Linked DNA regions of Danio rerio: region 2 is linked to region 1. A link is a contact called in public HiChIP or PLAC-seq data. All regions are on one chromosome and are shown on one strand. The core of a region is the stretch at or near the end of the contact, and the rest is flanking DNA. Distances in the headings are between cores, read along the strand shown. Region 1 holds the start of bcl9l (bcl9 like). Region 2 has its middle 3.8 kb from the start of pimr179.

Region 1 (7,063 bases), core at 2,650-5,149:
TGACTTGCGACCCCCAATATCCTCTGGGGTGGTTATGAATACCGAAACCTTGCATGCAATGACGCAGACACACCAATTAAATTTGTGTCAGTGCTTAAAATGTGCCAGAAAGTATAACCTGATGTTATAAAATCAAAATGCATCTGACGCTATTGCTGCCTTTAATATAATGTAATTACCCCAGGGGTCGCAATCCAATAGAACTAGTAAACATAAGCTTCACTATATAGTATATAGTAACTATAAAGGACTATTTTTATTTTCAGTATAGTTATGGATAAAATATGTTAATTCTTATGGTTTAAAAAAATAAATAGATTTTTGGAAATCACCAGGCGACCCCCCTTCATTGCCCCGCGACCCCTCGGGGGGTCCCGACCCCCACTTTGAGAACCACTGCCCTATGACACCCTACATCAAGGAAATCATGTGATCTAACCGGGGCTTTATAACAAGCCAGTTGAGTGAGCACACTTTCGTTCTGCCCAATCAGAATTGCGCAACTGAACTACGCCAACAATAAAAAATAAACTAACAGAAATGCACTGACAAGTAGGATTGCGGCATCTGCTGCTTCAGAAGCATTAATAGCGAATTAATTAATTCATTTTCTTGTCAGCTTAGTCCTTTTATTAATCAGGGGTTGCCACAGCGGAATGAACGGCCAACTTATCCAGCAAGTTTTTACGCAGCGGATGCTCTTCCAGCTGCAACCCATCTCTGGGAAACATCCACACACACTCATACACTATGGACAATTTAGCCTACCCAATTCACCTGCACCACATGTCTTTGGACTGTGGCGTAAACAGGAGCACCCGGAGGAAACCCACGCGAACGCAGGGAGAAAATGCAAACTCCCCAAAGAAACGCCATAGACGAATTAATATCAAAGAAAAACAGCATTTGTAATATGGGAATATTTTGGTTTTAAAGTCACAGACACCAAACAAAACAGGTCATTTTTAAGAGCTGTCGCGGAATTGTTGTCACGGCTTACAGATTATTGAGCTGAAGCCTGAATTAAATTAAAATCAACTTAAAGCTTAAATTAAATCCAATATCTGTCAAAAACACGCAATTAGATATTTTTTCCCAAAATGCACAGCCCTAACAACTTCTATCAAAATATATATTACTATTGTTCAATATGGAAAATATTTATCGAGATTGCATTTTGGCCATATCATCCAGCCCTAACTAATAATTATAGCAAGTGTTATTTGCATGCAAGGACTTTTATTTGACATGTTTAACATGCAAAGCACAGCTTGTCTCATTAAATACAGTTATGACATGATTAATTTAAATGTTACTACATTTTCAATAATGAGTTTGCGTTACTATTGTGTTTTTTTTAGATATATTTCAGTCATTCTTGTAGTTTTGTACTTTAATCTTTGCTCTCTTTCAACACTAAAACTGATCCTTTGAGCTGGAATTTGTGCTCTGCTACTGTAAACAGTAAACCTGTCCACTTTGATTTGATAGGTCATCTCAATCATTTCAATCCCTTAATCAGTTTTTAGACAGCTAAGGCAGAGCAACATCCAAATGTAACTGTTTTTGGGTCATCATAACAACAAACAAGCCACTGTATAATGATACTATGGCCACATGTAAATATTGAAGGATGATCCCCCAATCCCCCCACACACCCCCACCCAATGTCTATAGTGTTTACTACATCATCATAAAAGTCTATCAGGCTAGCATCTTCATCAATTAATCAATCAACCATGTGCTTTTCCATAGGAATATCAGATAATATACTGAGGTAAACACATCTAAAGTGATCCAGAAAATCATTCAAACACTTGTACTTTAATTTAAGTCTATTAGAAAATAAAAACATCAACGTAAAGGTCATTCGCAAACAAGAAATGCACTTTCCTAAATCGTTTTGTAGTTATTTCCCTGGTCAACCACCAATTAAAAGTCATCTTAATTGAGTTTCCCTCATATTCACAAAGGTGTAGTTAGTATAATTCAGCCAAGACATACATTTTGACATTATATACAAATCTATATGACTTTCTTTCTTTCTTTCTTCAATGCAGTATGTGCTGATCACTTTATGAACAACTAGGTATGCCAAGCAGCAAGATTGCAAACAAATCTGGGTGAAAGTACCATAAAAGTGGTCTATACAACTTCCACCATAGTCTTCTGAAACTATACAACAGATTTGTGTGACAAAAAGAATACAATTAAAGCCACCGCTTATTGAATATCTCCACATCTGCCCTAGTTCTCCTTGGCACATTCACAAAACTTCATGAATGAATTATTCCTGAGTGAATGAATCTGCTGATCGAGCTCACAAAACCAGTTTGAATGATTCGTTCAAAATTAAGACTTGATTTAAACTCGCATACGCAAAGCATCACTGGTGGTAAATTTGATACATTTCCTCACACAAATCTGTATAAAGAGATAGTTCATCCAAAAATAAACATTTGCTCACTGTTTAATCACCCTCAAGTGGTCCAAAACCATTATAACTTTCTGTTGAACACAAAAGTAGATATTTTGAAGAATGCTTAAGACCTGTAATGATTGATTTATAAACAAACACCATGAAAGTAAGCAGGTTTCCGGTTTTCTTCTTAATACCCCTTTTGTTTTTAACAGAATAAAGAAAGTCACAAAAGTTTGGTGAGTAAACGATGACAGAATTTGCAGATTTGGGTGAACTATCCCTTTATTAAGAGCTTTAGAATATCATCCATGTGTCGTACAGTATATGAAACCCTTTTACAATATTTTGGTCTCCTTTTCAAGCTCACGAGCTTCAATCCCCATTCATTACTACTGCACAGAAAGGAGCTAGCGCTTCATCTGAACTCTTCAAAAAGGATGAATGCAAGTTTAGATCAAATTTATGACATAAATGAGGACTCTAAATCTAAAAATACTCATTATTAAACTATAAACAATAACATTCTGAACAGTGTACAAATTATGTGTCTGTGTTTGGCTTACAAACAGTGCTTGTGCTCTCTTTGTTTACAGTAAATGCTTCTTGGATTGATATTTTGGTATGTGATGCAACGGCCACTGTGTGTGTGTGTATGCACAACACTCATTTGCACAATATTCAAAATGCAAAGAGAAACAAATGTTCTGCATGCATGCCCTGACAGTTCGCAACGCACTTTTCCACAATAAGAAAGCTAACGCCTGACAGTACTACTACCGCTTCTCTATTGACTTGATGGAGAGCAGCGGCCACATTCACCGTCACATTCTTCAAGTGCCTGCCTCTTTCTGCCAATCAGTCGCGACATTGTAACAGCCTCGCGCGTTTTCCTTAAACTCAGACCTTCAAACGACAGTCGAAAAGCCCTAACTCGCTCTAAAGCAGCAGCTACAAGTCTTTCCTGTCTTTTTACGGTCACATGGAGACGGGCCCGAGCCTATCGTCAGCTCATTAGCATCCATTGCACTGAAGAGGCAGTTAGCAGGCGAGGCTAACTCCAGGATCCCCTACAGCTGCTGCTGTGACGGCGAGTTCAGCGCCGGAGCGCAACGCTACCGACGCGCCGCCATACGTGACAGTTCGACGCGGTCTGTCAGGGCATTTTTACGCCGAGCTTGTGTGGGTGCGTGACCGCGAAGCTTTCCTACCCCATTCCGCCGTGCGTCCTGCGAGCAGAGGCCGATGTCAAGAGTGACGGCCAGCCGACATCACCCGAAGTGTCCGCCGCCACTGCGCAAGATCCTCCCCGGCTGCGTTAAAGCGACCAATGCGATGGCCCGAAGTAAAGCCGCTGGTTAAATATCAGATGCCTCACAATGGTGTGTCGGTGGTTCTCCGAGCGGAAGATGAGTCCCGGGGAAGACGGCGGATCATGACTCCGCTGTTGGAGACGCTGTCTGCTTATTCCAGCCTGTACTGTAGAGGTAGCAGAAGGCGCTCAGACAGACAGCCGCGCTCGCGCTCATTACTCAACTCACTGTACACACATATGAGTGACACTCTCTCTCTCTCTCTCTCTCTCTCTCTCTCTCTCTCTCTCTCTCTCTCTCACGCACGCACACACTCACACACACATAGAGCTATATGAGGACCGCTTCCTGCCGTTTCAATGAGCTGCTTTCATAGATCATAATAATACACCGTCACCTAAAAAGAATAATTAAGTTATTATTTTTTGTAATCATACAAAATATTTTTACAATCAGAATTATTATTATTTATTGTAATATAATTATTATGTGTACATATTATTATAGTAATATTATAATATCATTTAAATATTATCCAGAAAATTGTTGTTTACAATAGGTTTACAGCAAATTTGTTAATAAAATCATAATAAAATTTGTAAATAATAAATAAAGAAAACATTCTGCAGAATGTACTTGTTTACTTATAAACAAATACTATATATATATATATATATATATATATATATATATATATATATATATATATATATATATATATATATATATATATATATATATGATTTAAAAATTAACTGAGTGGCATACGCTCTCTTTTTCACTCAAACTCAGAGAGAAAGCACTTTATTACTATATTACTGTTTCCTGCTGTTTCAATGGGCTTTCATTTTAGATCAAAATAACACACAATCAGTTAAAAAGTATATAATATATAATTATAATATATATAATATATATCATATCATAATATGCATTTTTTACATATTCAAAAAAAATAGTTTTTAGTAGGTTTTGCAGCAAATATGTGAATAAAACTATCAAAAAAGAATGAACTAAGCAATAAACACTAAAGGAAACATTCTCAAAATGTATTTGTATATTTATAAAACAAACAGAATTTTTTAGTCATAAATATCATAATATCGTAATGGGCTTTACAGAGAAGAAATAAAACAAAATAAAAAATGGGTCCTTTCTTAGTACTAGGTTGCAGCTGGAAGGGCATCCGCTGTGTAAAACATATGCTGGATAAGATGTTGGTTCATTCCACTGTGGCAACCCCTAATGAATAAAGGGTCTAAGCTGAAGGAAAATGAATGAATGAATGAAAGTCATGGGTCCGACTATATATTAAGTGGCCTTAACTAATATGTAGGCGATGCAGTGGTGCAGTAGGTAGTGCTGTCCCCTCACAGCAAGAAGGTTGGTGGCTCGAGCCTCGGCTGGGTCAGGTGGCATTTCTGTACTGAGTTTGCATGTTCTCCCTGTGTTGGCGTGGGTTTCCTCCGGGTGCTTCGGTTTCCCCCAAAGACATACGGTACAGGTGAATTGGGTAGGCTAAAATTGTCTTTAGCTTATGGATGTTTCCCAGAGATGGGTTGCAGCTGGAAGGGCATCCTCTGCGTAAAACATATGCTGGATAAGTTGGCGGTTCATTCCACTACTAATATGTGCTTGCATCAAAAAATACAATGTACTTACTGTGTTCATAATGTATTGCAGTGCACATCTGATGCTCTTGAGGTGGGATACAGGGTAGGGTTAGGGGTGGTCTAAGGTGCAAGGGAAGGTCAACAGTGTAATTAAAGATGTATTTACAGAAATGATGTATGTAATCAATCATAAGTACACTGTAAATACATTTACATAAAAATTGCATTGTAACAAATGATTACTTTTAATGTAAGTACGTATTAGTTAAGGCCACTTAATACAAAATGATAGTATATAATGATTAATAAATAAATGAATACTAAAAAAACTTGTAGATTTGTTATGGCTCTCAAATCTGATTGGCTGAGAGATTTTTTTCAACCATATAATGTTACAGCCATATAATGTTATATATATATATATAAACTCTATATAGTTTAGTTTAGTTATTATATAGTTATTATATAGATTTTTCAGGTGTTCAGTGCTTACGTTCCTTCTCATGCACAGCTTCTCAATCTTCAGTTTCAATAATCTGTGATTGGTTCCAGAGCAAACAAATAGAAATAAGGACAAAGTTAAGTTTTATTTATTTACAGCCATGTCAAACCATTGCCTTTGCACTTTTGCCTTAACAAATAGCAAAAGAGAAACAGACAGCAGTAATTAGAAAATACTTTATACACTTTTGTTGTGCACACACCCCTATATACATTTCTGGAGAGCACCAAATACATCTTAGGAGGTATGTCCATTCACGCCTGCTGCTCTTGCTTAAATCCACCAGAGGCCGTTCTCAATTGACTGACTGACTGACTGACTGACTGACCAACCAATCCCTCACCCCCTCCTTCCCTAAACCCAACTAATAGTAATTTTTACCCCATCTTCCCATCTCAGAAATAAAACATAGGCTTATTCTGAAAACGTAGCTGTATATAAATGTCCAGAGATCGTTAGTTATGTAGCCAGAAATACATATGGCTGCATTTCAATGCTACGGGGCAGTATGATGATTGTCCAGTTAGCTCACCATGTACACAGGTGGACTACAGATGCAGAGAGATGACTATGATGACGGGGTTTGAGTCAGTTCAAGAAAGCAGGTAAGACAAAAACAGAAGGCAAAAATAAAATAAACAAGTAAACAAAAGGGTTAGCATGTGGTAAAAATCAGCCGAGGGCTTTTTCATTTTCTGAATTGCTTTTCAAATTTGTCGGCTGGGTTTAGGAAAATTGGTGGGCGGGTCAATCTGTGGTTTTGAAAACACTATTGGTTGGGTTTTGGAAAGGGGTAGGGTGGGTCAGTCAATTAGTCAGTCAGTCGACAGTGACGTCTGGTGGATTTATGAGGGAACAGCAGGCATGAAAAGCGAGAGAAATTTAAGATCTGAAAAAGCGTACACAGTGGCCTCTCGTGGATTGTACATAAAGTAGTTTATTTTTACTTTATTATTTATTGATTTATGAGTAAATGTCATAATTCCGTTACTCTTTACAGTTGAATCAAAATGATTCGCCCTCCTGTGATTTATTTTTTTTCTTTTTCAACTATTTTTCAAATTATGATTAAAAGAGCAAGGAATTTGCTTTTTTAATCATTTCCAATAATATTTGTTTCTTCTAGAGAAAGTCTTATTTGTTTTATTTCGGCTAGAATAAAAGCAGTCGTAAATTTTTTAAAACAATTTTCGGGTCAAAATTATTAGTCCTTTTA
Region 2 (7,063 bases), core at 2,714-5,213, 300 kb after region 1:
AATTTGAACAAAATTAAATATTATTGAATATAGAATCAAATATAATATTATTATAATAATGTAAAAAAAAAGATATTACAAAACAAAATATCCATCATGGAGCAGTCCAGCAGTCAAATTTATAAAAAGTACATTTATTAATATTAGATGTAAATTTATTTCAAGAAAATAATCATTGAAGATGTAGAGACTGCATTCATTAAAATGTCGGAAAGAAAACTGAGTGGTATAAAAAAAAACAGCAATATAAATTAAAATTAAATAAAAGTAGAAAGGCTACATTTCAGGACTTGGGCCCTGTAAAGCTGGAATTGCTTAGGGCCCCAAAATCACTAAATCTGCCCCTAACACATTATCATTTTGCATTTTTATCTTGTGGTGGCAAGGTGGCATAATTGTTACCACTGTTCGGGGTCGGTTGGTTGTGGGGAGTTAGCATGTTCTCCCCATGTTCTCATGAGTTTCCTCCGGGTGCTCTGGTTTCTCCCACAGTCCAATGACATGCAAATTAGGTAAGCTAAATAGTCCAAAGTTAATGTGTTTGTATGGGTGTTTCCCAGTACTGGGTTGCAGCTGGAAAGGCATCCACGTACAACATAAGCTGGATGAGTTGGCGGTTCATTCCACTGTGGTGACCCCTGATGAATAAAGGGACTAAGCCGAAGGAAAATAAATGAATGAATCTTTATATTGCATATAAACCCATATGAAATTGGGCTCCAACATGATTCTATTCCTGTACAAACCTATCCTGCTCAAGAGTGAATAAGGGCCGGGCTGCACAAGGCTGAGCTCTTAACAGTGAGAATATCTGGACAAGCACATGAACATTTGGAAAAGTCTTCACTGAGATCTCGTCCTTGAGCAGATCTCGCTGAGCACTCCATCATAAACGTAAAGGATTTTACTTTTCCTCTGAGTTTCTCATTTATCTAAGCAGCAGACGCTCCTCCTGATTGTTTCATATGTCAAAGTGTCATCAAAGACCAAGGCCTCAGGAAGGAAATGTTGTTTTATTGGTTTAATGTTGTTGAGTATCAGAAAGAATTACAACTGGCCTTTTGGGCGTGTTTGCAAAGGCAAAAAATACTACAGACAATATAATCATTTCAAAAAAATGCATTTGTAGAAAATGATCAGTAAAATATTCTGTTTTCAGACCTTAAATATTATTGTAAATCAATTTATGTAAATATAAACATTCAGTTTATCTCAAAAAATATTTAAATTACTTGTGAAGCACTTTGGGAGTATGGCCATATTGTCACGGTTTTTAGGAAGGGAAAGGGGCGAGAACTCAGGTGCAGGGAAAGTGATGGATTTTTATTAATAGTAAAATAAAATAAATAGCACTAAAATAACTACCACGAGGGGGAAAACATTAACAAAAAACAATTAAACAAGCAAACTGGGCTGGCAGGGAAGAACTGGGATGGGGTGCGTTTCCCAAACAACGACATAACTTGCTGCTGAACTATCATAGTATGATGCATCGTTTAAGAAAAGAATGATGTAGTGACGAGTGTTTCCCAAAACCCATAGTTTCTCTGTCGCAGATCTATCATTTAAACCACGTTAGTTATAACGTAAAACGCCCATAAAGATGCACTATATGGGGTGGTAACAACCTCTTTAGAGAAGAACTTTTGTTTTACACGCACACGCATTTAAATAAAATCCAAAATTAGTTTAGGTAAAAACATGCACTCGCATATTAACTGAAATGTAAATGGCACATATGGGGCCTGTGTTTGCATTGCTAATGTTATTGAGAATATTCCATATTCTATTCTAAAACAAAATCACTTACAAAAGACGTATTCTAATATCATATATAAATTATACAAATAACTAAATATTGAGGCGATTGTTTTAAGAAATGAAATTTAATATTTATTATTTATTAGGAAATAAAAAAATCTAACTTTAATGATACTATAAATAATGATGATGACGATGATGATGATTATTATCATTAAGTAGGATATCGTTTATTTATTTTTCATTTTTTGAAGAGTCTACTTTTACAATTTGACACATGCAAACCTCTACAGAAATGTTCTAACCAGCAGGCCCATGTCATATACAGCACAGATACTTAATAAATAACCCACTACAAGTTAAAAGCATTAATGTATGTGTTACGGGTCCCGGCCGCGGAACTCGTAGGCAGATTAAAGTGCCTGAATTATCAGGAGAAACAAAATCACAAGAAAACTTCAGTGTCTTTCCTCAGGAGCAGCGTAGTAGCATCTGAAGTAAACACAACAAGTATGACCATGGTAACCCACAGCGCATGCTTTCTCAACTGTTGATGTTATTTTGTTTCAAACCCAATCATTAGTAGTGATAATAAATGACTTTTACAGTATATACATAAATAAATAGATACATTAATGACAAAACAAACATTACTACTGTGGATACACAATGGTGTATCACGTATGCTTTTTATTTTCACAAGCTTTGAAGACGTAATGTTAATTCCCCTTTTAAATAATAGGTCACCTATAGCTTTCGTCACGAACCACGGCTGATTTCAAAATGACATCAATGTTTTCAAAGTGCACTGCAAAGGGAACGCAATTATAAGCATGAAGATCGCTAAAACTGAACTGTAAAAATACTTTGAAAACGAATTACACCAAAGAGAGACGACTTTAATGCTCTTTTATTTTTAATCATCCCAAGTTTAAATGTTAGAAGATTCTAAACTAATAGGGCAGAGGGGGGGTAAATGGGAATAAAACACAGCCAAGAACTATGTTTCTCACAGCTCCAGAGTTGTAGTTGCAAGCATAGCAAGTTTGCGACGCAGTTTGCGAATGTTCATTGGAACGATGGATTTGGGAAACAGCAAATCACAGAACTATGCTTGTAATGACAACTTGTGACCTTAGTTGGCTAACAAATGTTTTCGGAAATGCACCGCAGAACAGGACTGGTCACGACAACACAAGATCCTGGAAAAATGACGAACTGGCACAGCAAACGTGATTACGTTATTAATCATTACTAATCAGGAGTTGCCACAGCAGAATGAACCGCTAACTTATCCAGCATATATGTTAAGGGCAACAGATGCCCTTCCAGCTGCAACCCATCTCTGGGAAACACCCATACACACACATACACTAGGGCCAATTTAGCTCACCCAGTTCCCATATAGCGCATGTCTTTGGACTGTGGGGGAAACCGGAGGACCCGGAGGAAACCCACACGAACACTGGGAGAACAAACAAACTCCCCACAGAAACACCAACTGGCCCAGCTGAGACTTGAACCAGCGACCTTCTTGCTCTGAGGCGACAGCGCTACCCACTGCACCGCCCCTTGATGCTTTTAACACTTTTTAAATCTTCAGGTCATGTACAAACCGCATTTTAAAGTACTTCTGGATGAATCATTGTACCACACAGACCGAGTGTGTACCACAGTGTGTCTGGATGGCAGTCGTCTCTCCAAAGCTCTGACTTCACCCGTCAGCAATGGAGGGAGATTCTGGAGATTCCAGCAATGCCTCTTAACTGGCTTTCTAACAGTCCTGCTGGGTCAAATTAGACCGCGTTCACGTCTGGCATGCCAACAAAACAAATGGAGTGCTTTTTATTTGCATTGTTTCTTTGGTTTGATAATGAATGAGCGAAAGGTCGTGCGGCGTGGAGAAATGAAACGCTTTTGTTCAGCCGTTGCCTTACACAAATGAACTGCATCTTCTCAAACACTCGCCGCGTTTGTGTGTGTGTGTGTGTGTGTGTGTGTTAAGTGTTGTGACATTGCATTCCTCATAGTGGTCCCGCGGGTACAGACCACCCTTTTCAATTAGAGAAAGACCAACAGGTGCAGAGGCCACAAAACAAGATGAATTAGGCAGTGAGCCAATCAAACACACACACACACACAATTTGGACATATTTGTCGCTGGTTGAGCTGCGGTTTCGAAAGCTGTTTTTCTGGCCTTCTGTTCGACATTCTTAAGACTCACTGTCAGCTGGACTCATTCAGTGCGTGTGTGTGTATGGCAAGCCGTTTTAACCATACAGAACTTGTCTTCGAATTTCCGAGGGTGAAGGGTTACCTCAATCCACATCTACCACCTGCAGAAATCGACAGCGCAATTGGGTTGTAACTTATGTTGCCAGATTGAGGTTAAAAAGGCATCGAGATCTGAATATTCGTCACTTGTGTGAGGACATAGATCTGGCAACTGACAAACATGGACAATGTTTGATGCTGCGTCCCAATTTGCATACTTCTACATCCTAAAAGTATGTAGTTTTTTGTGAACAAGAGTATGCAAGCTTTGGGACATACTACTTCCTCAATAACAGAGTTATGTGGCTTTAGTTCAATCATCTCGATACATCATCCACATTTCTTTCACATTTAATTTCCTGCGTTAATAGAGTAGGTCAATTGGTGCTTTTTAAAACACTATCGGCTGGGTTTAGGGATAAGGTGGGTGGGGTTATCAGTCGGTTGGTCAGGGTTGTTTCTAGATCGGATATGGTTGCGGCCGGAAATTACTGAGAATTATTTATTCATTCATTCATTCTCTTGTCGGCTTAGTCCCTTTATTAATCCGGGGTTGCCACAGCGGAATGAACCGCTAACTTATCCAGCAAGCTTTTATGCAGCGGATGCCCTTCCAGCCGCAACCCATCTCTGGGAAACATCCACACACACATTCTCACACACACTCATACACTTCAACCCAGCGACCTTCTTGCTGTGAGGCGACAGCACTACCTACTGCCCCACTGCTTCACCCTAGAATTATTTATATTATTTATTAATTTCCCATTTATTGTATTTTATTAACGCCCACCCCAACCCTAAACCCAACCGTCAAAGTAACGTAAAAACAGTAGTTGTACCGAGTATTATTTATGCCATCTATTAAATTACCCAATAAATATTTTTTTATTAACGTCTACCCTCCAACCCAACCCTAAACCAAATCATCACAGTAATGTAAAAACAGTAGTTTTAAAGAGTATTGTAAAAATATTATTTGTTGTTATACAGTTTCATTAAAAATGCTACTATAATTACTATACATATCGCAGTTCCGGCCGGCCGCATATCTGATCAAGACTTTATCGTTGGTCAGTCAGTCGGTCGGTCAGTCAGTCAGTCGACAGCAGCCTCTGGTGGATTTACATGAAAACAGCAGGCCACTTCACAAGAGAAATTTGAGATCTCAAAAAGCTTACACAGCGGCCTCTGGTGGATTTGCAAAACAAAATTCAAATTTTTACAAGAAATAGTAGACAATCCGGGAACGTTTGGCATACTTTTTTCAACATACTACGATTTGGAACATACTGATTCTATTTTTGAATACTATTTAGGATGGATAGTATGCAAATTTGTATGCAGTATTTAAGAAAAGAGGAAAATTCAACATATGCTCATTCTGAAAACTATATATATTTCTGGAGATCGTGAATTATGTAGTCAGAATTACGTATGGCTGCATTTTGTCTTTAAAACGAATGCTACGGGGCCATATGACGTATGGACCGCTTTTCTGCTGTTACCAGTTTGTCCAGTGGCTTGTCGCATATTGTCGTTTGGTCAGTCAGTCGGCATTCAGTCGACAGCGGCCTCTAGTAGCTTTTGGAATATATTTTACGATCTCTAGAAATGTACTGTAGATGGGGATACGTAATCAGAATGAGCCTGGGCTGAAAATATATCTAAAAATCCTGACGCGTGTAAATAAATACAAATAGGGTTTTTAGATTTAATGCTGAATTGGCTTGCCATATCTCTCAGCATGGAGCACATAAATATACTTGAACTTCTCCTCTGTTTGAGATCCAGGCCCATAAAGGCATCATGGTTTATGTTCTGTCAGCATTTGACGCGCGCTGGACTGTCAGATGATGAGATCAGCAGTAGATCTTTACTTCTGAACTGATGATCTCCGCTCACTGACGCTTAAAGGGCGATTCGGGACATGAGATCAGATCAAAACGTTTGCCCGTCCACAGCGAGTCCAGAGTGCATATCAGCTTTTTAGTGATAACAGAGTTTCTGGCAACCACATTTCATGCCTTTTCCACTTTTTTCTGACCATAAAATGCAGTATAGGGGTTTAGGCCTGGACGAAATATGCAGAATTGATATTTAAAGACTAAAACAGACATACATTAACCGGCCACTTTATTAGGTACACTTGTCTGACTGCTCGTTAGAACAAATTTCTAATCAGCAAATCACACGGCACCAACTCAATGCATTTAGACATGGTCAAGACGATCTGCCGCAATTCAAACTGAGCATCAGAATGGGGAAGAAAGGTGATTTAAGTGACTTTGAACATGGCATGGTTGTTGGTGCGAGACGGGGCTGGTCTAAGTATTTCAGAAACTGCTGATCTACTGGGATTTTCACGCACAACCATCTCTAGGGTTTACAAAGAAAAAGAGAAAATATCAAGTGAGCTGCAGTTCTGTGGGCCTTGTTAATGCCAGAGGTCAGAGGAGAATGGCCAGACCGGTTTCAGCAGATAGAAAGACAACTGCAACTTTAATAACTGTAACTTGGTGAATCTATGCCACAAAGGATTAAGGCAGTTCTCAAGACAAAAGGGGTTCAACCCGGTACTAGTAAGGTGTACCAATAAAGTGGCCGGTGACTGTATGTATTAATTTAAAGGAAGTCCATCATAAAGTTTAAATCAGGGGTCACCAATCTCGGTCCTGGAGGGCCGGTGTCCTGCAAGATTTAGCTCCAACTTACCTCAACACACCTGCCTGGATGTTTCAAGTATACCTAATAAGACCTTGATTAGCTTGTTCAGGTGTGTTTTATTAGGATTGGAGCTAAAATCTTCAGGACACCGGCCCTCCAGGAACAAGTTTGGTGACCACTGGTTTAAATGATCAATTACCAGTTTCAAATCCAATTTAGTTTCTTTCTTCTATTGAGATATACTGAAAAACACAGGAAGAAAAGCTTTAGAACACAGGTGTCAAACTCAGTTCCAAAAGGGCGCAGCTCTGCACAGTTTAGTTCCAACCCTAATTAAACACACCTGATCTAACTAATTGAG

What was found. HiChIP or PLAC-seq counts read pairs in DNA pulled down with a chosen protein or histone mark.
Region 2: an H3K4me3 HiChIP or PLAC-seq map of embryo shows a contact between it and region 1, with 3 times the contacts expected there. The contact joins the enhancer-like site here to the promoter of bcl9l in region 1. A contact is called at or near these places in 4 of 18 Hi-C or Micro-C datasets (embryo, fibroblasts and hematopoietic stem cells) and 2 of 4 datasets of contacts at active chromatin or transcription factors (caudal fin and embryo).

Annotation. Positions count from the first base shown.
Region 1 is chr18:46,948,727-46,955,789 of GRCz12tu, forward strand. It overlaps bcl9l (bcl9 like), which reads right to left and starts at 3,900. Exons shown (of 9, transcript NM_001005575.1): 1 at 3,631-3,900.
Region 2 is chr18:47,251,063-47,258,125 of GRCz12tu, forward strand. No RefSeq gene overlaps it. Among named protein-coding and RNA genes, the nearest start is that of pimr179, 3.8 kb to the left of the region's middle. Within about 2 kb of position 3,964, at least 3 of the 62 cell types and tissues checked have an H3K27ac peak or open chromatin away from gene starts, as enhancers often do.